Regions from separate parts of the Mus musculus genome. Here all the other regions are linked to region 1. A link is a contact called in public HiChIP or PLAC-seq and promoter capture Hi-C data. All regions are on one chromosome and are shown on one strand. Each heading gives the region's core, a stretch centred on a gene start, on an enhancer-like site or on the middle of the called end of the contact. The rest is flanking DNA. Distances are from core to core; before and after follow the strand shown.

What was found. Promoter capture Hi-C pulls out the DNA fragments that hold promoters and counts their contacts. HiChIP or PLAC-seq counts read pairs in DNA pulled down with a chosen protein or histone mark.
Region 2: a contact with region 1 is called in a promoter capture Hi-C map of embryonic stem cells, with 3 times the contacts expected there. The contact joins the enhancer-like site here to the promoter of Akap1 in region 1. A contact is called at or near these places in 11 of 39 promoter capture datasets (the C10 cell line, cranial neural crest, embryonic stem cells and 5 more), 1 of 115 datasets of contacts at active chromatin or transcription factors (fetal liver) and 2 of 9 other capture datasets (adipose tissue and liver).
Region 3: an H3K4me3 HiChIP or PLAC-seq map of embryonic forebrain shows a contact between it and region 1, with 3 times the contacts expected there. The contact joins the enhancer-like site here to the promoter of Akap1 in region 1. A contact is called at or near these places in 4 of 39 promoter capture datasets (cranial neural crest, embryonic stem cells and liver), 5 of 115 datasets of contacts at active chromatin or transcription factors (embryonic forebrain, kidney, large pre-B cells and 2 more) and 1 of 9 other capture datasets (liver).
Region 4: a promoter capture Hi-C map of neural stem cells shows a contact between it and region 1. The contact joins the enhancer-like site here to the promoter of Akap1 in region 1. A contact is called at or near these places in 3 of 39 promoter capture datasets (embryonic stem cells, hematopoietic stem and progenitor cells and neural stem cells), 2 of 115 datasets of contacts at active chromatin or transcription factors (cardiomyocytes and kidney) and 2 of 9 other capture datasets (adipose tissue and liver).
Region 5: a promoter capture Hi-C map of liver shows a contact between it and region 1, with 2.5 times the contacts expected there. The contact joins the enhancer-like site here to the promoter of Akap1 in region 1. A contact is called at or near these places in 6 of 39 promoter capture datasets (the C10 cell line, liver, maxillary cranial neural crest and 2 more), 2 of 115 datasets of contacts at active chromatin or transcription factors (both in bone marrow-derived macrophages) and 1 of 9 other capture datasets (adipose tissue).

Annotation. Positions count from the first base shown.
Region 1 is chr11:88,862,539-88,866,448 of GRCm38.p6, reverse strand. Akap1 (A kinase (PRKA) anchor protein 1) reads left to right here and starts at 1,863. Exons shown (of 11, transcript NM_001042541.1): 1 at 1,863-2,052. The region is part of intron 3 of 4930556N13Rik (RIKEN cDNA 4930556N13 gene); the gene reads right to left.
Region 2 is chr11:88,377,505-88,381,414 of GRCm38.p6, reverse strand. The region is part of intron 10 of Msi2 (musashi RNA-binding protein 2); the gene reads left to right. Among named protein-coding and RNA genes, the nearest start is that of Mir378b, 27 kb to the right of the region's middle. Within about 2 kb of position 2,299, at least 30 of the 459 cell types and tissues checked have an H3K27ac peak or open chromatin away from gene starts, as enhancers often do. A contact at or near this core is called in embryonic stem cells and stem cell-derived epiblast-like cells, where this site is marked.
Region 3 is chr11:88,402,900-88,406,809 of GRCm38.p6, reverse strand. All of the region lies in intron 8 of Msi2 (musashi RNA-binding protein 2), which reads left to right. Among named protein-coding and RNA genes, the nearest start is that of Mir378b, 52 kb to the right of the region's middle. Within about 2 kb of position 1,774, at least 97 of the 459 cell types and tissues checked have an H3K27ac peak or open chromatin away from gene starts, as enhancers often do. A contact at or near this core is called in embryonic forebrain and stem cell-derived neural progenitor cells, where this site is marked.
Region 4 is chr11:88,479,836-88,483,745 of GRCm38.p6, reverse strand. Msi2 (musashi RNA-binding protein 2) reads left to right here. Exons shown (of 14, transcript NM_054043.3): 7 at 3,692-3,740. Among named protein-coding and RNA genes, the nearest start is that of Mir378b, 130 kb to the right of the region's middle. Within about 2 kb of position 1,880, at least 77 of the 459 cell types and tissues checked have an H3K27ac peak or open chromatin away from gene starts, as enhancers often do. A contact at or near this core is called in neural stem cells, where this site is marked.
Region 5 is chr11:88,512,200-88,516,109 of GRCm38.p6, reverse strand. All of the region lies in intron 6 of Msi2 (musashi RNA-binding protein 2), which reads left to right. Among named protein-coding and RNA genes, the nearest start is that of 0610039H22Rik, 110 kb to the left of the region's middle. Within about 2 kb of position 1,754, at least 37 of the 459 cell types and tissues checked have an H3K27ac peak or open chromatin away from gene starts, as enhancers often do. A contact at or near this core is called in adipose tissue and liver, where this site is marked.

The DNA.
Region 1 (3,910 bases), core at 614-3,113:
CTCAGTACAGATGGTTGTGAGTCACCATGTGGTTGCTGGGATTTGAACTCAGGAATTTTGGAAGAGCAATCAGTACTCTTACCCACTGAGCCATTTCGCCAGTCTCTCTGTTGTCCTTTTCTTAACCACAACGTGAGTGAGCCTCCCTCTCCCTTTAACACCCGCCAGAGTCACTGAGTGATGGGTCATTAGTTCAGTATCTAGTCTCAAGTGAATTAATTGCGTCTTGTTTGTTCCCTTACGCCACAGTCAGTCACTAATCCACTATTATTTACAGAACAGGTATGGTGGGACTTAAATTTGGGTGGCGGGGTGGTGGTAGAGAGATGGTTCCGTGGCAAGAGCACCATCCAATTTTCCAGAGGACCAGAGTTCAGTCCCCAGCCTCCTGTGGAGGCTTTAAACTGGTCTGGAACTCCAGTTCAAGAGGCTCCAACATCCTCTTCTGGCCGTCACAAGCACCAGGGACCCGAATGATAAATATACATGTATGCAGCTAACACTCATATGCATAAAAATAATCTTTAAAAACAATTTGGGCTGTGTACTTTGAGATCTCAACTCTGTAGCCCAGGGTGCTTTGAAATTGTGGTAATCTTCCCTCAGCTTTCCAAGTGCTGGCTCAAGAAATAAATGAAGCCGGGCGTGGTGGCGCACGCCTTTAATCCCAGCACTTGGGAGGCAGAGGCAGGTGGATTTCTGAGTTCGAGGCCAGCCTGGTCTACAAAGTGAGTTCCAGGACAGCCAGGGCTGCACAGAGAAACCCTGTCTCGAAAAACCAAAAAAAAAAAAAAAAAAAAAAAAGAAAAAGAAATAAATGAGTTAGACAGTAGATACTCAAAATTATATTCAGTATGCATAGTCTCTTTTTAAAACTTAAAATTCACATTTGATCACCAGTGAAGATTTTTCCCAAGTAATGGTTGGTTCTTAGTATGGTACCTTTCCTATATTTCGTTCAAAAAATGTGCACTGAAAGTGCCCTGTAATGCCAACACTTAGGGAGGTGGAGGCAGGAGGATCAGGAGTTCAAGGTCAACCTAGAACTTCCCAGCTTGAGGCCGTGAGACATGAGACACAGTCTCAGAATATCAAAATAAATAAGCAAGTAAAGGAAAGTGCCTAGGTTTTAAGGATCAGAGCTGGGCTGGTTGGCAAGTGGAACCTCCGTCGGATACAATTATCTGCAGGTAGTTTGGTTTTCTCAAGTCGTTGGGGGAGGCAGTGACTCATGGTGACCATTTCTTCGAAGGCAAACTTTGCAAAACCCCAGATCATTTAGAGAAAAGCCCCTTCGACATCACTAAAGTTGCGAAAATGAGAAATCAACTTGCCCTTGAGGGCTACACAGTATCCACATTACTGATCAACCAATGGCCACCTATTATACTCGAAAAGCTATGCTATGCTCGCAAGGTTACGGGAAAGCCAGATTCCTAGGCAAGGGGAACAATGTAGCATCGTCCCTCACCAGCCTCAGCAACCTTTTCCAGGAGAGGCACCATCCCAAGGCAGGAACCTGCCTGACACCTCTCCCCGGAGAAGAAGCAGAGACCCCGTGCGAGCCAAGTTCATTGTGCCGAGCACTCAGACACCAGGAACCCACCCCAGCCCGAGTGTGGGACGTAGGGGCCATCTCCCATGCCCGCCGTGAATATTGTTACTCTCGCGAGAGCGCCAGCAAGGCGGGCCCGTACAGCTCCGGGATGTCAGCGGAGAGCTCCTGACCGCGCCCCTCTTGGCGCAGCTGGGAGAGAGGCGCGCGCAAGTCGGGGGAGGGAGCGGCCGATGGCGCGCACGCGCAGGAGAGCGAGCGGGCGAGGGGGGCACGCCAGGGAGCCGAGGGCGAGGGGCGGGGCCTTGCGTCGCGCCGCGGGCACGTCGTTGCGCGTCCTCAGTATTTAATGTCTCTGTGTTCGCCCGGCCTGGGCTAGCACGTGGGGGAGCGGCCGAAGCGCCGTGCAGCGCTGCGGGGCAGGGCCGCTGGACTAGGTGGGGGGCCAGGGGGCGGTGGCGGGAGGATTGAGTGCCTAGACGGTCGCCCAGGAGCAGGTAAGTGACGGCTGGCACGGGCACCCGCCCGCCGGGCCCGGAGAGAGAACGAGTTGGGGTGATGGGGAGCCTGGGGTGCAGGTGCAGGGTGCGACGCGCGCGCCAGGTACTCCGGGGACCGAGAGCCTTGTGCACCGCGCCTGCTGTCAAGCGGGCGGGTCTGTGCCTTGATGACCCGCGCGCCCCGCTGGTCTTTCCCGGTCCCAGGGCTGCTGCTGACAGATCGCGTGCGCTGAGCTCGGGGCGCTGCTTTAAGCCGCTGCTTTCCCCTCCCATCCCCCCTCACGTCACTGGCCTCTAGGATGGAGGTGAGGGCGCAATTCCCCGGGCGCTCCGGTGCGCCTCAACTTTCCCAATGCTGGCTCACCCTTCTGGGTAGCCTGCCCGAGCGCGTCCCAACCAAGGTCGTCTAGTCTCGCTAGCGTTTACTTTTCAAAGGTCGTGTGTACCCAGTTTACGCGTGGAGAGGAGGCACTGGGGCGGTCTCTGCCAAGGACCCAGTGCCCAAGGCGGGAGAGGAGGTCCTTGGGGACCCCTTCCCTTCCTAACTTTCTAACTGCTGGGCCCAGTTGACTCTGGGTTGGCCCGGCAGTGGTGGCAAACCGGAGCAGGAAGACACAATTCCTGGAGTTCAGTGCCGCGAATTATTGGAGCGGACTCTGCCGTTGTAGCGGGGAGAATGGGATGCAAGACAGGTCCCAAACCTTTTGGCGGTGGAGAGACCATAAGACCAATTAGGATCCGGAGGTCGTGAGCTTGGGTGTCCGAAGGGAATTAGAGTTTGTGGCCCCATAAGCATGTCCTAAGAGGTGGGAGACCTCTAGCTAGAGGTGCCCGCTGACTTCTTGCGGGGGTGGGGAGGTCCAGGGTCACGTGTCGCGCCCCACCTTTCTTTCCGTCCCAGGACAGTGATCTGGAGGGACTTTGCAGGGGTCATGGGGGGACTTTGCCAGGGTTATAGGTAAAAACCTGCGTAGAGAAGCCTCCATACGCGTAAAGGAGCCTACATTCTGGTGTCAACTACTGCTGTGTCCTATCTTTTCCTGTTTCCTTTCTCCGGGAGGGAAGGTGCTGATAGTCAGGGGCTGTGCAGAAGGGACCTCTGAGACGCCCTGTGCCTAACCGGACCTTTTCCCTCCGGGAAATGCCTCGAGCAACTAGTACCTTTCCACCCTTGGGCTGTGGTTAACACAAACCCGGTGGACTTCGCTCCAGGTGAGAGTGGAGGCTTCTCAAACCGGTAAGGTCGGGTGTATGTGTAGGGCAATTAGTAAGGTTTAAACTGCCTATCTTTCCGCTATTGAAGTCGAGGCTGCTTGGGGTTTAAATTTAACGCCTGCAGTGACAACAGGGTTGCTGGACCTAATGTAACCATCTCGGTTGGTGTGCTACCACCCTCTGTATCCGTGTGTTGCAATTACAATTGCTATTGCTTCGGGAAATCAATCTTACATGCTCATTTAACTGCAGAGTCCTTCCCAAATTAGTAACCGTGGGGTTTTTGGTTTTGTTTTAAACGCTTAACTTTAGAAAGCGAGGCTTAGAAAAGCGAGGCTTAGAGTCTACGGGCTTCCTACCCATTCCTCTCTTAAAGGCACAAAGCATCTATAAACTCTGTGAACGAGTTGCTCTCCTGCCAGAGTCTTCTCTGATTGGCATTTAAGTGTTTCACCTTCAGATTATTTAGGACTCTTTTAGAGCCCAAGGAACAAGTGAGATTATGTTTGGGGAGCTTTCTGGACTTGTTGTCGAGCCTTCTTTCGCTTCTAACCTGTTTTGTAGGTTCTGGGTAATTCCTGGGTGTAGTCTTGTGAAATAGAAAGAATGGCCTTGGGTTAGAGGACATTCTCCTACCCTA
Region 2 (3,910 bases), core at 1,050-3,549, 490 kb after region 1:
CCTGGCCCCAGCTCTCTCCCCTCTGTCTCGGCACTCTGGCAGAGCGCCCTGGGCTTTTGATAGAGGTGATCTGTCCTTGAGCAAAGACAGAGCATCTGCCTGTGACAGCTGTGGGATAGCGCCCTGCCCCTCCCTGTGCCATCACTCCCTTCTACAGGAAGACAGCATTTCACATCTGCATAAGGGGCGGGTCTGTACATAAGTGCACACACTTGGGCACCCATTTGCTCTCCAAACTCCCAGAACAGTGTAGGTCAAAGGGCAATAGACAAGTTGCTGGATGGTGATGTGGAGGGTGGGTCTTTTATTCTAGGGCCACTTCTTAGCCAGGTGACCTTGTGCTCTAAAAAAAAAGAAAGTGACTTTTTAATTGAGTTGTACTTGAGGGATGGTATATGCATGTGTGTCTGTGAATAAGCTGTGCAAGTCAGTAACAGCCATAGAATGAAATTCTGAGCATCCAAGTGGCTAATGAAGTAAGCTTTCTAGAGTGATCTTCCCATCTTTAGTTCTCACGGTGGTGCTGCCTGAATCTGCTCATCAGTGGTAGGAGTGGCATCAGAGTGCCCCAGGGAAGCAGGGAGTCCCCGGGGCAGGCCTCGGGGCTTTGAGTGAGGAACTGGCAGGGAGTGTGAATCAGGTTTCAGAGTGAGTCAAGGCCCCAAAGCAAAGAAGAGTTGGAAGAGGGTTTACAGTGGAGGATGATAGAGGTGGCCTTCCATAGCGGGTTAGGGTGTGCAAAGGGCAGAATAGAAGCGTCAAAAGTGAGTCCAGAAGGCTGTCCCCTCCTGTCTGCACCCCATCGCCTCAGTTTTACCTTCTCAGCTACATTCCTCTCCCTTGTCACAGGCTGGCAGGTGGCTCTTTGGGATCTTCCAGCACTACTAAGGACAGTAAAGGTTAACATAGCACCAACTGCCCAAAATCTCATTGACTGACTACCTTATCTGCAGTGTTCCAGGCTGTCGGGAGAGCCAACCCAGCATCCTGTAACCCGGCCTTGATGCCTCCCCTCCTGAGCTACTGTGTGTAAGAAGGAGAGGGGCTGTGTAGGTCCCAGGCTGGGGAGACCCTTCTCCAGCAGCTGGGGCTAGAAGTTGCCAGTGTGTTCCCTGCCTCTTTAGCAATGGAGAGAGATCGGGTCTCTGATGCCACTGTGACCAATGGCGATTGGCTTTTGAGGGTGCCAGCCTTGGAACACCTGAGGCTTAGTTACCCTTGGGATGGCTCGTCAGGACTCACAGCCACTAAACCCCTCTTCGTTCCTAGTTATTGTCCAGCGCCAGTCCCTGGTGCTGGCTGAATAGTGCTCATTAGGAGGTGGTCTGAGGTGAGGCAGCTTAGCTCAGAGAGGCCCTGTTCATTTGAAGAGGACCTCAAATAACCTTTTGTCAGCAGAGCTGCTGCTAGGTGACATTGGTTGAAGATATTGAGGCTTTGAACAAGGACGAGTTAGTGGCCAGTCACAGCCTACAGAGGCAGAGTAAGCATCTTGAGTATCCAGGAGATAGTATTCCTCAAATGGGCAGGCTGGGGGAAGAACCCTGGCTATGGGCACAGGGCTGTGACTTACACCAGCTGCCAGGTCTGCCCAGAGAACAGTACTTTTGCCAAGTTTCCAGAAAAGCAGATAACACTCTCTCCAAATACCTGTTCTATCTAGAGTGGTACTGAGCTGCTTCAAGGGGGTAGCCCTGTGGCCTTTCTGTGCCCTTCTTCGGGCCCACCATAGTGACAGAGACTCTCAAGGTTGTCCCTGTTCAGAAAAGGAAGCCCTGGGCCCGCACTCAGGACTGAATCCCACACTGGTCTCCTGTTCTATTCTCTCTGGACAAGTCTTCAGAGCCTTGGGCCAAGAGAGGCCATTTCAGCGCTGTCCTGGTGGAATCTCAGAACTCACAAATCAGAAAGCCCAGGCCTTCAGTGTCAGCCTAAGCTCCTGTCGCCTCCATCCTGCTTCTGTCTGTAAGGGTTCTTCCTCACCCTCACCTTATCCCATCCCAGACATATTCACACAGGGGACCTTTGTGGTACTCGGTGTGGTGACCTGTCTGGCTCTACCTGGCTCCTTGCTCTGTGAGTAGGGGTGAGCCTCTCACCAGATAGGAAGCAGATCCTGAAATGTCAGGGTGGGAGGTTACACTCCTAGGTTGATTGATGGAGCTGAAGATTCACTCACCTGGGTGGGGCCAAGGCTATATAAGCGGGGTGTGGCCTTATAAGGAATTGCCTTGTGCATCAACCCTGTAACCCGTCTCTGCCCTCCCCCTCCCCATTCCTCTCTAGAGATTACCTCTTCACAGAGGCGCTTTTAAATGACAAGCCAGCTCCCAGAGGCCAGCCCAACGGCCACCTGGCCCTCTGTGTACTTGGGATTTATCCTCTCATTTGAATATTAAAGGCAAGCTTAGTCAGGAAGCAGATCTGCCACTTTGAAAGTCGACAGCACACCCCAAATCCAGCCAGGACTGGAGGGAGGTTTGTGGGGACCTGTGGGTGTGCAGTATCACTGAGCGATCCTCGCTGGCATGGAAAATCAAGAGTTGACTCTATTCCCAGATGAAAGCGGAGCACACTGCCTAATAGGCACTTAATAAACATTTGCAGAAATGAATTGGAGCAATCTGAATTGACAGGAATTGGGGGTTTCACTTGCGATCAGCTTTCTGTGCCTCTTGAAGCTGCTCTGCATAAATGAGAGGATGCAACAAAGTGAGTGCTCAGCTCCCCACAGTCACACCAGACATACACGTACACACGGGCGTGTGCACAGGCCCACACCCCATACTACACGCTGCTGGCTTTGCAGAAAGCTGAGAGGTGAGGTCCTTTCTTAGTTTGCATAGACACTGGGCCTCAGTGTCCCTTACCTATCGAAACCTACTAAATAGAGACAGTGGTCACCCTGCCTCACAGGTTTGCTGAGGGGTCTGTGGGAGCAGGCAGGGTTAACAGTGAAAGAGGCTACAAGTGTGTACTTTATTCCCTGTGAGCTGAGAACTGGTACCTACCACCTCCATCTCTTCCCCCTGCTGCCCTCAGCTCTCCTACACCTTCTCAGATACCTGCCTTAAAGTCCCCTTTGAGTTTCGCCATAAGGGAACCTTATCACCTTTCCTAGGCCTTCAGTTTTGATTTTTATTAGTAAAACCAAGAGAAAGCCTGCAGTGTAGAAAACAAAATTACAACAACAAGAATTACTCAGAGTATGAAAGGGGGTTAGACTGTCACATGGGGCCTGCGGATCCGGTATTTCATGACTTCTGGGATCAGCCCGTGCAGGAGACCAAGATGTATCCACTACTCCTTCCACCCAAGCCACAAAGAAACTTCTTTCCCTGAGTCTAGCTTAGTCTGGATTCCTTGAGTCTTGTCTCTCTGGTTGCTGAAAAACAGCATGGTGTAACCGCCGGCACCTGCCCCAGAGAGTTTCAGAACACAGAGAGACACTGGGCAGTGAGCTCAGAGCTTACAGACGCATCCTGTGTGTGACCAGCTTGGGCATTTCCAATAGTGGCAGGCACAGGAGCAGTGAGCATAGTGGGAGCCATTGATGGTACTTGGAGAGCTGTTGTGAAGGGCAGTCCTTGCCTATTCCTGCTACAGTGACAACACCATAACCTGGGGCTAACTATTCCCTAAGGAGTAGGTGCTGGCAAGTCCAAGGTCAAGTTACCTGTAGATTCACTGTGATGGTGAGGACTACTTCCTGGTCCACAGATGCCTGTTTTCTTGTTGTATCTTCCCTTTGTGAGGGTGGGGCATGGGACTATCGAACTCTTTGGATTCTGTCTTGTTTTCTTAAGGTGAGTATTTATTATGTATGTGTATGTCTGTACATGATGTGGTGGAGCATGCCTGCCACAGAGTGTGTAGAGGTCAGCGAACAGCTTTATGTTGTAGGTAATTC
Region 3 (3,910 bases), core at 525-3,024, 460 kb after region 1:
TGGCTGTGTTCAAATAAAACCTAATTTACAAAACCAGGATGCAGCCAGCTGGATTTGGCCTACTGACCATCATCTGCAACTGAAGCCTCAACTGGCTCAGAGCAAGTGGAGCTCTGAGTGATGCTTGCCTCTGGGGTCCTGAGGAAAGGGGTTTAACTGAATGATCAAGTCAGGCTTATCATAGAATAGTGCTTTGTGAAGCAGAGAAAGAGAGGGTGCCACCAACAGACAATGGGGCTTGAGGAAGCAGTGTCTGTCAGAGTGACTTCATGCATAGGAGAGCATCCAACCATGATGAGGCAGAGAAAGGAGCAATGGTCAGAGGGCAATGCGGTCCACCCCTTGTGCCTCCCTGTCATGGCACCATGACCCTCCCCTGCTGGGCATCTCACAGTCCAGTGCACTGACACACACTAGCTTCATGACCTTGGACAAGTTAACGTCTGTGTTTGTCCCCTCTTCTTAAGAGTGGGACCTACAGGTAACTACTGCAGAGATGAAGGCTTATGTAAGGATGGGAGCAGAGCCAGGCCATGCCATGCTCTGTCATAGTGTTCCATCTTTTTAATGTCATCATAATCATCGTTCTCAGAATCATTTTGATTGAGCAAATATGAGATCCTTAGGGAAGGACTGGTTCATGAGTCCCCGTGGGAGGTAGGTACTTCCGGTGCTTAACTAAAGGTGGTTCCTCAGAGATGAGAGGGATGTAACCTCTGAAGTAAGCAGCAGAGACCTGAGATGGGATTTTATTTATTTATTTATTTATTTTTAAGATTATATTTTGACAGGCATGGTGGTGCCCACCTTTAATCCCAGCACTTGGGAGGCAGAGGCAGGCGAATTTCTGAGTTCAAGGTCAGCCTGGTCTACAAAGTGAGTTCCAGGACAGCCAGGGCTACACAGAGAAACCCTGTCTCGAAAAGCCAAAAAAAAAAAGATTATATTTTATTTTCTGTTGCCTGCAGAAGCCAGAGGAGGGTATTGGGTTCCCAAAAGCTGGAGTTAAAGACCACTGTGAGACTCCTGACAGGTGCTGGGAACTCCGATCCTCTGACCATCTCTCTAACCCCATGACACGGGGTTCTTTAGGTCCCAGAAAAGCTGAATCAGACCCTTTGACTGAATGGTTCTTTGAACAGGTTCCAGAGCGCTCGCTTCCAGTAGCAAAGCTCGCTGTGGTCTGCAGCCTACCCTCTTTAGCTTAGAGCACACTTGGGGAGCCAAGCCTTATAGTGTAACGCTGATGAGCAAGGCACAGCAGGGACAGGAGAGAGCTGAGTTGCCCTCTCCAAATCAGAACCACAGTGCTGGGCCAAGCTGGCCCTTGGAACCTCCCTGAGGCGAGGGTCAGCATCTGCGCCTTGCATCTGGCAGAATGCCTGGTGACACTCCCCTCACCCTCTCCTTCAGGCGTCGTCCTCACAGCCAAAGACTGAAAGCTCAGTCAGGAACCAGCCCAAAAGTGTGGGGGTGGGTGGCTGGAATTAACTGGGCTTCTGTGCTCACGATGCTATTTGCGGCGGCTCCCCCACCCCGTCAGCTAATTTTAGCTATCCATTCTGCTTCTGTTGCCATTTATAAAATGAGAATGTCAAATGCAATATTAAACAAGCAGGATGAAGGCAAAAAAGGAAATGGCAGAGAGGCATTTAATAAACGAATCCCGTGTTTACGTGGGAGAGGGAGAGATCCCGAGCCCTACACATCACACACGCCTGTGTGCACACGACCGTTTGTGTACGGGCTCTGCTAATGAGAGCCAAACAGTTTGTGAGCTGGGGGAAGCCTGGGAGAAGTAGAGGGGGAAATGGGGATGGTGTGTGGGAAAAATGTGCTACTCTTCAGGCAGAAGTAATTTAGCCTGCAGGGAGGCAACCTCCCAGTCAGAGTCTCTTCCCATTTGCCCTTGGTGGGTCCTCTAGTCAGTCCAGTGATGGAGAGGGAATGGGGGCAGGACACTGAACCTGTGGGTTTTCCACACCTGCTCAGCTGGTGTGGCCCCCACAACTCTTGCGAGGGGAGCACCCAGAAGCCCTCCTGTGTCTACTCCAGGATTGTTGTCTCGGGGTCCTTTCTTTAACCTCTTCCTGCAGCTGCTCCACCCCATATCCACGGAGCTCCAGGCTGCTGCCGAAAGGGCACCTTCCTTTGTTGTCTCTACAGGGAGACTGCTGCCTGGTTAAGAGAAGCTGAGACTCTGGGCTGGGGTAGACACCCACTCTGTCTTACACCCAGCTTTGGACACCTGCCGGGGGCCAAGCTTCCTCTTCACTTTGAAATGCCCTTGCAGGTGCCCGCAGAAAGAAGAACAGCTGGTGTTACTGCCGTCAGCTATTTCCTCAAATAGTACAGCCTGCCAGCTCCCCTAGCACACCTTGCTGATGAATGCAGGGAGCTGGGATTACCTGGTTGGGGGATGGGGGTTAGGGGTGGAACTGTCCTGCAGGAGGGAGGGGCAGCGGCTCTATGTCTTGTACTTTGGAATCAAATTGAGCACAGGTATGAACTGGCTTTATTTATCTTCAGAGGTTTTCCTGTAGGTTCTGCACATAGCAGGGTGTTGCAGTCTTCTCTAGGGCAAGGGCTTTGTGTAGGTTTTACTCCAATGGGAGAGGTGCTACTGACAGGCTCTGCCTTACAGATGAGAGGGGTCTGAGTGCAGAGAAGCTAGCTCTGCTCAACCCCAGAGCCCAAAGGTAGAGCTGAACCACGGCAGGGAGCTGGACTTTCTGACACATGAGGCTCAGCCTGCCCTGGGACTAGGGTGCCCTTGTTAGGGGACAGGTCTCAAGAAGCACTGGCGACTGGAAACTCTGGCTCTTCTCCACCTGTCACCCAGACTCTGAGCACTCCCGAGAGAAGAGTCGCGTGTCCTCGTATTCCTCTCTGTGTCCACACGCTACCCCTCCTTGCTCGGTGCTCAGTATTAGTGGTTTATGACCTACTTCACTTTGCCGTCGCTGGTTTTAATAAAAACACTAAGCAGAGGAAACAGTGAATGAAATTAATTCTATAAGTGGTGAGGAAATTAATTCTGGAAGCTGGAGTTGGGAATGATTGTGTGAAAGAAATAGCATCAGATTGGGCTCTAGAGGGCTAAGGAGGGGCAGAGCAGGCAGGACCCCCCCCAAAAAAGGGACCTGTTGTTTTTATGCTGGGAGCCCTGTGACTGGGTCCTGGCTGTCTCCAGAAATGGTTTGTTTGTTTGTTTGTTTGTTGTTGTTTTCCTTGCGGCCTCAGTTTCTTTATCAGAGAAGAGGCCAATTAGGCTTTTCCACCAAGTAAGCAAAGCCTGTGTGCAGTGAAGCAGTTGAGAGTAGGGGGCATCAATTGAAGGCTCTGTATGCCGCATGCTCTGCTGAATAGCTATTTTATGTTTATTATACAGTCCATGGAAATACCTTACACAGTACACACACACACACACACACACACACACACACACACACAAGTGGTATGACTGCCTAGCAGGTATCCGACAATGACGCATGAACGCCATGTTCTTTTCTCCCCTAGAGTAACATTCTGAGCCAACTCTGCAAAGGGAACTGGATTCTGGTGCTTCCTTCCCATGGCCCCAGGTCATTTATGCCCAGCATGTGTCTGGAGGCAGATGGCACAACTGGTTGTTGTCATCTCTTCTGCCGGCATGTCTGTTGCTGCCTTTACTATAGTCATCCCCCTTTGTATCATCACCAGGGTCCCAAATCCTTGAGCACCTCTTTGTAGTCAAAGCTGATGAGATGCTGGGTACATCTGGTTCTCTGGGGCTTGGCCACCAGATCTCCTCTGGACTTTGAGTATGAACTTACAAGAGCCCTGGCAAGGATCTTACTTTCCATGGGGTCCTCAGGACGGCATCTGGTGGGTAGAGAGGGCCAAAGGGCAGTGGCTAGGAGGAACTTTG
Region 4 (3,910 bases), core at 631-3,130, 380 kb after region 1:
TTTAATCTCTTCATTCTGGTCTCTCACTGTTTATGGTGGGGAAGGAAAAGAGACCACAGGCCAGGAGTACGTACCTCTAGGAGCTGAGAGTTAACTAGACACACAAATCCTAGGGGCCTGAAAGATCTGTGGGCCAACTGGCTCTGGGCAGATCTGCTATGTGTAATGGGCCCAGAGCCCATCAGTTTGCTCTCCTTCCATTGGTATGTTGAGAGAGATTTACTAGAACCTTCCATAGGCAGAAACACACAAGCTAGACCTTCCAGGCTCAAAGGCAGAGAGTAGCCCCTTCCCAGCTATTTGACCTAAAAGTTCCATGACTTTGCTTTTCACAAGCTGTGGACCATTATTTGGGTCATTACTAGAGACTTCTTATGGTTGGAATAAGCTTTTCTCTAAAATAGACCAGGCTCATTCCAAGGCATGGGACAAAGCCACCTAAGATTGAGACACCTACTCGTCTCCCTTCTCTCCCTCAGGGGATTCAAAAGACTAGTTAGGCCTCCAGTGCCACCTCTGGCACAAGGAAATCTGTACAGTAGCATGCAGACATTGCCCACACAAAGTGTTGATTCTAAGGTCCAGGACCAGGTTCCTTGAGGAGTATTTTCTAGTGTTAATGATGCTCTCTTTTCCAAGTCAGGAAAACAACAGCTTACAGCTCCCCAACCCCAGCATGCGTCCCTCCTCAGCCCTTCCTGAAGGCTTGTGATGCACAGCCAACTCCTTCGTGCTAGGTTCAGGTGTGACCCCATGTACAGGGCCTCCTGTGAGACAGGGAGGCAGAGATTGCTGCCAGTTAACTGGCTCCCGCACTGACACCAGTCACCTCAGCTGTGCCCCTCATTTCTCCAGACTCCATGAAGGAGACTCCTGCACAAGCCGCTTCTGTTTGATTCTCCGAGAACCGTGAGAAACAGGCCCGTATGTGAGGCGGCGGTTTTCATTCTATTCAGTCTTTGTGTATTCAAATTCTCCTGGTTTCAGCTCTTGCTGGCCTGCCAGATTTCCATTGCATTGATGGCGTCTCTGAATTAATAAGTGTTTGCAACCACTGAAAAGTGCCCCCACGCCTCAGCACTGGATCTTACCCGTATTGATTCCTTCCCATCTCGTGCTTTTGCTTTCTCTCTTAGATGTTATATTTTGTAAAATGTTAATAGAATTTCTCTTGCACCCTGACACTTTTATCTATTCAGGAGGTCTTCGAAAGTCCCATTGTACAGCTGGGCTGCAGGGGAAAGAGCCCTATTCTCTACAACAATGCTTGTCCCCAAAACACACACATACACAGATCCTTCCCCCAATGCTCACCAGGGTGGAGGGAATGCGGAGGCTTCAGAAGAAAACAGACAAACTTAGCCAGGAGAAGCAGGGAGCCAATTACGCACCGCTGAAAGACATGGCTTTTTTGGGGGGGAGATTTTTTTTTAATTCAAAATATTTATTTCCTACGGGCATCTGAATTTCAGTACCAAAACATGGCCAACACAGGAGGGAGGCTGTTTTCTTCGCTGTTAGACATTTTCAGTTAAAAATCAAGATTTGGCAGACATCTCCGACAGTGTGGAGATGGGTGCAAAGAAGCAGATGTCGCATTTACCTGCACCCGCAGCAGGTCTTACCCCCAACCTACACCCGCGCCCCAGGCATCTGAATTCTTCTGGCATCCCAAGGTCTCAGTCTGAGATGCCATATGCCAGAGTGTGACTGCTCTGTGTACAAACACACCGGTTGATCTTCTGGTGATTTGCTTGGGTGGTGTATGGGAGGCGTATGGCCTCAGCAGGTGTCTGGGGGGACTCTTGAAGCCCGCCAAAGCATGGGAACAGGAAGAGCCCAGAGAAGGAGGCCCTGTTCAAGTGATCTCAAACTAGCTTTGCCTCTCCTGCCAGCTGGTGCCTGGGAGAAAAGGGGGGGGGGTACAGCTCCCTACATATAAGGATACCCTCTTCACAGCAAATGACTGCAGGAGTGGGGGGGCACCAGAAGGGGGAGGCCCCAGGAGCCTGTTTGTTCAGCCTGGGTTGCTTAGCAACAAAGGGGGCCCTGCCTCCAGAAGGGATTTTTAAGTGAGACAGATCTCTTCCAGTCTGGCTTGCCTGCCTTTTCCCTGTTCTTGCCTGGACTTTGCTCTCTCCTCTGTCGTCTGTGATAGGATCTAGAAAAATAAGTTCAGTTTGCCCAGAGGCTCCATTTTAATCCTCACTTCACTGTTTCACGCAGAAGGAGTGAGGGACGGGTGGCCTGTGATTCTCCCTCGGGTGGCTTAGCTGGCCCTCAGGAGCCTTTGAGCATAACAGAGTGCTAAGATCTTCCCAGCCACATACACACCCAGCCTGCTCCAAGCACAGAGTGCTCTGGCTCACAGTCTGTATTGGTTTGCATTTCGGCCACCATTGTTGAGTCCAGAATCCATGAAGCAAACACCCGATTCACCCTGGCATAGCAAGCCTTCTTGAGGGTAAAGGCGGGTCTTGTGACCTAAAGGATTAGATCTACAAATGAAAGGAGTGGATTGTGGAGCCGTCTCTTGTTTCTTGAGATCTGTGTGGAATCCTACAGTTAGAAATGGCCAAGAGTTGCAGGGTATGTGAGAAGAAAGACAGATGCCCGCCTGGGTACTTCTGTTCTTGATTGCCTTGAAAGAGCCCTAGCATTGGTATACCAGGGTGTTAGGACAGCCACCACCAAGCACCAGAGACTGGAGAGTTTCAACAAACAAATTACAGTTTTCTCGTGTCTGTTTATCCTGGAAGCCAGAAGCCCAAGATTGTGTGGTGGTAGGGTTGGTGCCTACTGAGGTCTTGTTAGCCTCATTGGCCTTGTTGGTTCCTCAGCCCCTGTCTGTGTCTTTGTCCTCATTTGAGGACACAGTCCATATGATGGGATTAAGGTCCACCCTAATGAACTCATCTTAATGTTGTTGGCTTTAAAGATCCAGTTGGGATGGAGAGATGGCTCAGTGGTTAAGAGCACTAACTGCTTTCGCAGAGGATCCAAGTTGGGTTTTCCCAGCAACCACATCAGACAACGCAAAACTCCAGTTTCCCAGGATCCAGCACCTTTTGGTGTCCACAGGCACCCACCGACTTATTGCAAATAAACACGGACACACGTGTGTGCACCTAAAATTTTTAAATATTTTAAAAAATAAAAATAAAGAGTAGTCACCCAGTCATGGAACTCGGAACTAGGACTTTAACCGACAAGTTTTAGAGAGCAGAGTCCAGCCCATCAGAGTGAGGGTTCTGAAGCCTGCTGTCTACAACCTAATGAACTGAATGTACATTAGAAGGGACCTTCGCTGTGGCCTCTTGCACTGTGGAACACTGTCAAGCTGTCACATTGTATTGACCTGGGTGAAGTATTTGCTATATTGTAATGTCATTTATACAGCAAATGATACAATATAATCTCTCCCTCCCTTCTTCTGGGTCCCACTCTCTCCTTCCTCTCCTCTTCCCCCCCCCCAAAGGAAACTACACATCTGTTAACTAAGATTATGCCAAGTTGAGGGGATTTTGGGGTTTGGTTCCCCCCCCCATAAACATTCTCTATTTGAGCAACTATTACTTTAGCAATGGAAAGCACTTTCCTCTCCCCCACCCCCAATGCGCTCTGTATTTGTAATGTTCTGTAGATTTCATAAAAAGTCCTGAAGCAGCTTTTATTCTGTGCTTGTTTTCAGGTAGAGGATGCGATGCTGATGTTCGACAAAACCACCAACAGGCACAGAGGTAAGATGGCCCGTCGTAAGCGAATGACCCTTCCTCCTCTCCTGGGCTTCTCCCCTCCCATCCCATTGACACAATGTACAAGGAAGATGCAGAAGCCAGCAAGTAGACTGTGCATAGCACAGTGAGTCTGGGTATCAGACAGTGAAAACCATCTTGGCTAGCGAGTCCTG
Region 5 (3,910 bases), core at 505-3,004, 350 kb after region 1:
AGATCTTGTGCCTTGGTGCTCCACCTCAGGGATTTAGGAAGGGAGAAGGCATCTCTACGCCTTCCCTTTTACCATCCCCACAGATCCACAGGCATCACTTTCTCTATTGTACCCTGGAAACATGGCTTGCCCCTCTCTCTGGCTACTCTGTCTTTGGCTCTTGTTCTCCTAGCACTTGTCCTTGAAGCGGCCAGGCTCTTTCCTTGACCTTCAGGCTTGGCTTCCTCTGCCTTATCCTTCATCTGCTGCCAGAGGAACAGCATCAGGAGGCTGGGCTCTCCATGCCACTTCTCTGCCCAGCCTGTGGCCCTGTGGCCCTCTAGAAGAAAGCCTAAGGAAGGTCTTTCAGCATGGGTATTCCATATGTCTGCCTCCCCACATGCCCAGGTTTCGCCAACCCAGATAGAACATACTATACGCTATGTCAACACGGTCTTTTTAAGTGAGCTGTACCCTTGCTTGGAGCTTTCTGCCTTTCCACACTCCACATATCCATCCCTACACCAGCAGCCGTCTGTGGGCCTGCCAGCTAACTTGTTCCTTCCCCACCTGGACCATTGAGCTATATTTCCCTCCTTCTGCTCCCATCCTCTTGTTTGTGTGGCCCAGGGCCTCATTGGTATTGTTTTTGCCTGTCTATCATGTTATTAGTAGATGGGCGCTCCTGCCAATCCCCAGTTCTGTGCCAGGCTCATGGTGGGTCCCTAGCAAGTGTGTGTGTGTGGGGGGGGGGGGGAGGAGTAAATAGAGAGAGCCCAAAGGAAGGAGCCCAGAGCAGCAGCCTAAGCCACCTTCATTTGTCCCAATGATCAAGCTGTTCCCAGAGTGGGCCTCCTTTCTCCTGAGGGTAGTACTAGGCTTACCGGAGGAAAAAAAAAAACAGGGGAAAACTCATTTGTGTATATAGCCACCCCACCTCCCTCCTCCTTGTCCCAGGAGGAAATGATATTTCCATACATCCTAAACATCCGCCTCCTTTAGCATCTGCGGAAGCTCAGTGGAATAATGAAAGATAATCAGCAATGGGCTGAAATTGCCTCTCCTTTGGCAAGGTTGGTTTTTTTTTGTTTTTTTTTAATTCCTTCTTAACTACTGTCATGTCATAGCTTATGGGGGTTTTGTATATGGACCAGAGCTTTGCTGATTCTTCATCCAAGGTGATTGGGGTAGGGGAGGGTTGTGTACAGTATGTGTGCCTTGCGCTTTTCCAGAGGCAAACATGACTCTGTTCAGATCCTGCAAAAAATGGTGGCCCAGTGAAGCTGGCAGCGTGTAAACATGGCAAGAGGGAACCTGATGTACTGGCCTAGGGCTCCACATGCCCTTCCCGGGGGAGCTTCTTGGAAGAAGCACTGGCAGGAGCTGGCCAGGCCGGAGGCAGTCTCTGTATTAGCTTCGTGCTCAGTTATGTGTCATCAGAGCCATTAAGGGCCATTAAGAGCCTTGGTTTCTGGTCCCAGCTCTACTGCCAACTGGCTGTGAGTGGCCTTGGGCAGACTGCATGGCTTCTGGGGTCTGGATAGCACTCTTCTATCAAAAGAGGGTTTGGATGTCATCTCTGGGTGTCTGATGAACTCAAAGAGAGAGAGAGAACGAGCCACTTGGAGAAGAGCGTCAGGCAGGGAGGTGAGGGGGGCTGGGGCTGCTGGGAGCAAGTGCTTTGAAGGTGGGAGGGAGACAGGACAGAGGAGAGAGCAGGTCTACTCAGCAGGGAAGAAGCTCCCCTGAACTGGAGCCAAATGCCTCTGGACTTCCAAGCATGAACTTTGGAATTCCAAATTGGCCAGAAAAACTCACGGCCCGGGCCCAGTGAGGCCAGCTGGTACCGCGCCCATAGGTTCTTCCAGAAGTGCTGTGGTTTATGAGCCCCAAGGGACTCAGCCAGCTTTGGCTCGTCTTCTTTCAACTCTTAAACCATTCCCCTTCCCTAATGCATGAAGCACCCCACAGTATCCTGAGGAGCCCACCGTAGGCCGGAGACTATGCCAGATACCGCCACCACGTAGTCCTGTCTGTCCTTGTTATCATCCAACCTTGTGTTCACCTTTATATGCTTGGGATGAGGGAAGACATGGGGACATTGGAGCCAGGATCTTGGGGTGGGGTTGACTTTTGTTCTGGGATAGCCCCATTCTGCAGATGGTGAAGACTTTGTAAGAAACAGAGCAGCAAGCGAATCTTCTTGTAAGGCCAAGCATCTCTTGAGGGGAGTAGGCAAATGGGCATTGTTGTTTTGGGAAGGAAGAGGAACTGGGTGAGCAGATAGGTACAGCAGGGGTAATTAGAATGCCCAACTGGTGGAAGCTCAGGAACGAGTTGTGTTGCCTTGACATCTAAATGACGGTGCCCCTAGCATCTGCCTCTGGGACACAAGTACGCGCCAGACCAAGAGCAAGTTGGACAGAAAGATCAAAGACCATGGAGATCCGTGGGCAAGCTCTTTCCTCTAACTGGTAACTGTTGAAGGTGTAGCTTAGAAGTGGAGCCCTTACCCAGCGCACCCAAGGTCCCACAGCTTCTGACACTAGCACAAGGAAGTGCAACGCACAAAACCAGCTCCAAGGAGGGAGTCACCCTGCTGACCGTAGAACATTCATGTGGAAGCATCCTGGCACTCAGTAGCTCCTAGTCCTTTATCTTGCTTGTTTAGAATGTCCAGCCACAGACACTAGCGATCTCTCTTTTGTTCTCCTAAACTCAGTATGTTTAGGACTGTTGTTGACACCTGAGGAGTTTGCCAAGTAAATTAGGCCGAAAGGCTCCGTCTTGGCTGGAAGCTTCTGTTCAGCCTCTCAGATCCCCTCAGGTAGGAATCCGATAGGTACCCTCTCATTGGAACCTGGAGAGTTCGGAGGCCTTTGACAGCCACCCTCCCTCCAGGAAGAGTGTGGGATGGCCTTTGCAGGGGAGAAAAACCCGGAGTTGGGGTAAGTTAGCTCACTCCAGTGTCCTGGGTTCTCCAAGGCAAAGAGACAGAGTGCTAGTATTTGGAATAGAACTCAGGTTTCAAGATGTCTCAGGCCCAGGATGACCGTGAGCTTTGAGAGCAGCCCATGGTGTTCTGTTTCTGCGGGACAGAATTGGGCACATTCCCCAAAGAACTTTGGTTAAATGTTTCCATCAGTCCCCGTTTCTCAATTCCAGTCTTCCAGATTGTTCTGAGTGGCTGATACACCTTGTGGGGAAGGGGCGGGGCTGCATTCTTCTGCCTCCACCGCCCCTGTCCTTTAGCCAAAGGCAGCAGCTTAGTCCTTGGAGCCGGTCACTAAGAAGGGCTCAGACTCTTTGGAGCCAGTGTGCAAGTTGGCAGTATCCTCTGAGCACCTGGCCAGAGCTCCTGGGGAGGGGTAGATGGGAGGTGCCACACTGCCCCTTGTGGACTGTGGTGCTCATAGCTTGTAGTCGCACTAGGCTGAAGGAATTCTGGGACCTTAGAGGAGTCTTCTGATCTATGCTCCTCCCATGTAGGGCCCTTAATCCCCCTCTTCTGTTTTCTTTTTCTATTCTGAGAGCTGGTTTAGGCTCATTAGAGTGCATGTTTAGACAAAGTTTCATGTAGGAGAGTTAATTCTCTGGTACCATGAGGTCCTAGGATGTGGTCTCTCCATAGCCACAGTACAGCACGTCAGTAGCCCTGCATCACTGGGAGCTTCCAGTGCAGCTAAGGTGGCATCAAGCAGCTAGGAAAACACTTGGACCACAGAAACAGTCAGCCTAGGGACCAGGGTTTGTGGCTGATCCTAGAGCACACTGAAATGTTGATGTGACAAGTCTTAATGCAGACTCTAGTAGCCAGAGGGTCTCAGTATCCTTCAGGGGTGAGGGGGTGTACCTTGGGAGGAACAAGAGTCAGATAGCACTGGTTTGGGGTCCATGCTATTATGGAGATGTATATGTACGGAAGCAGACA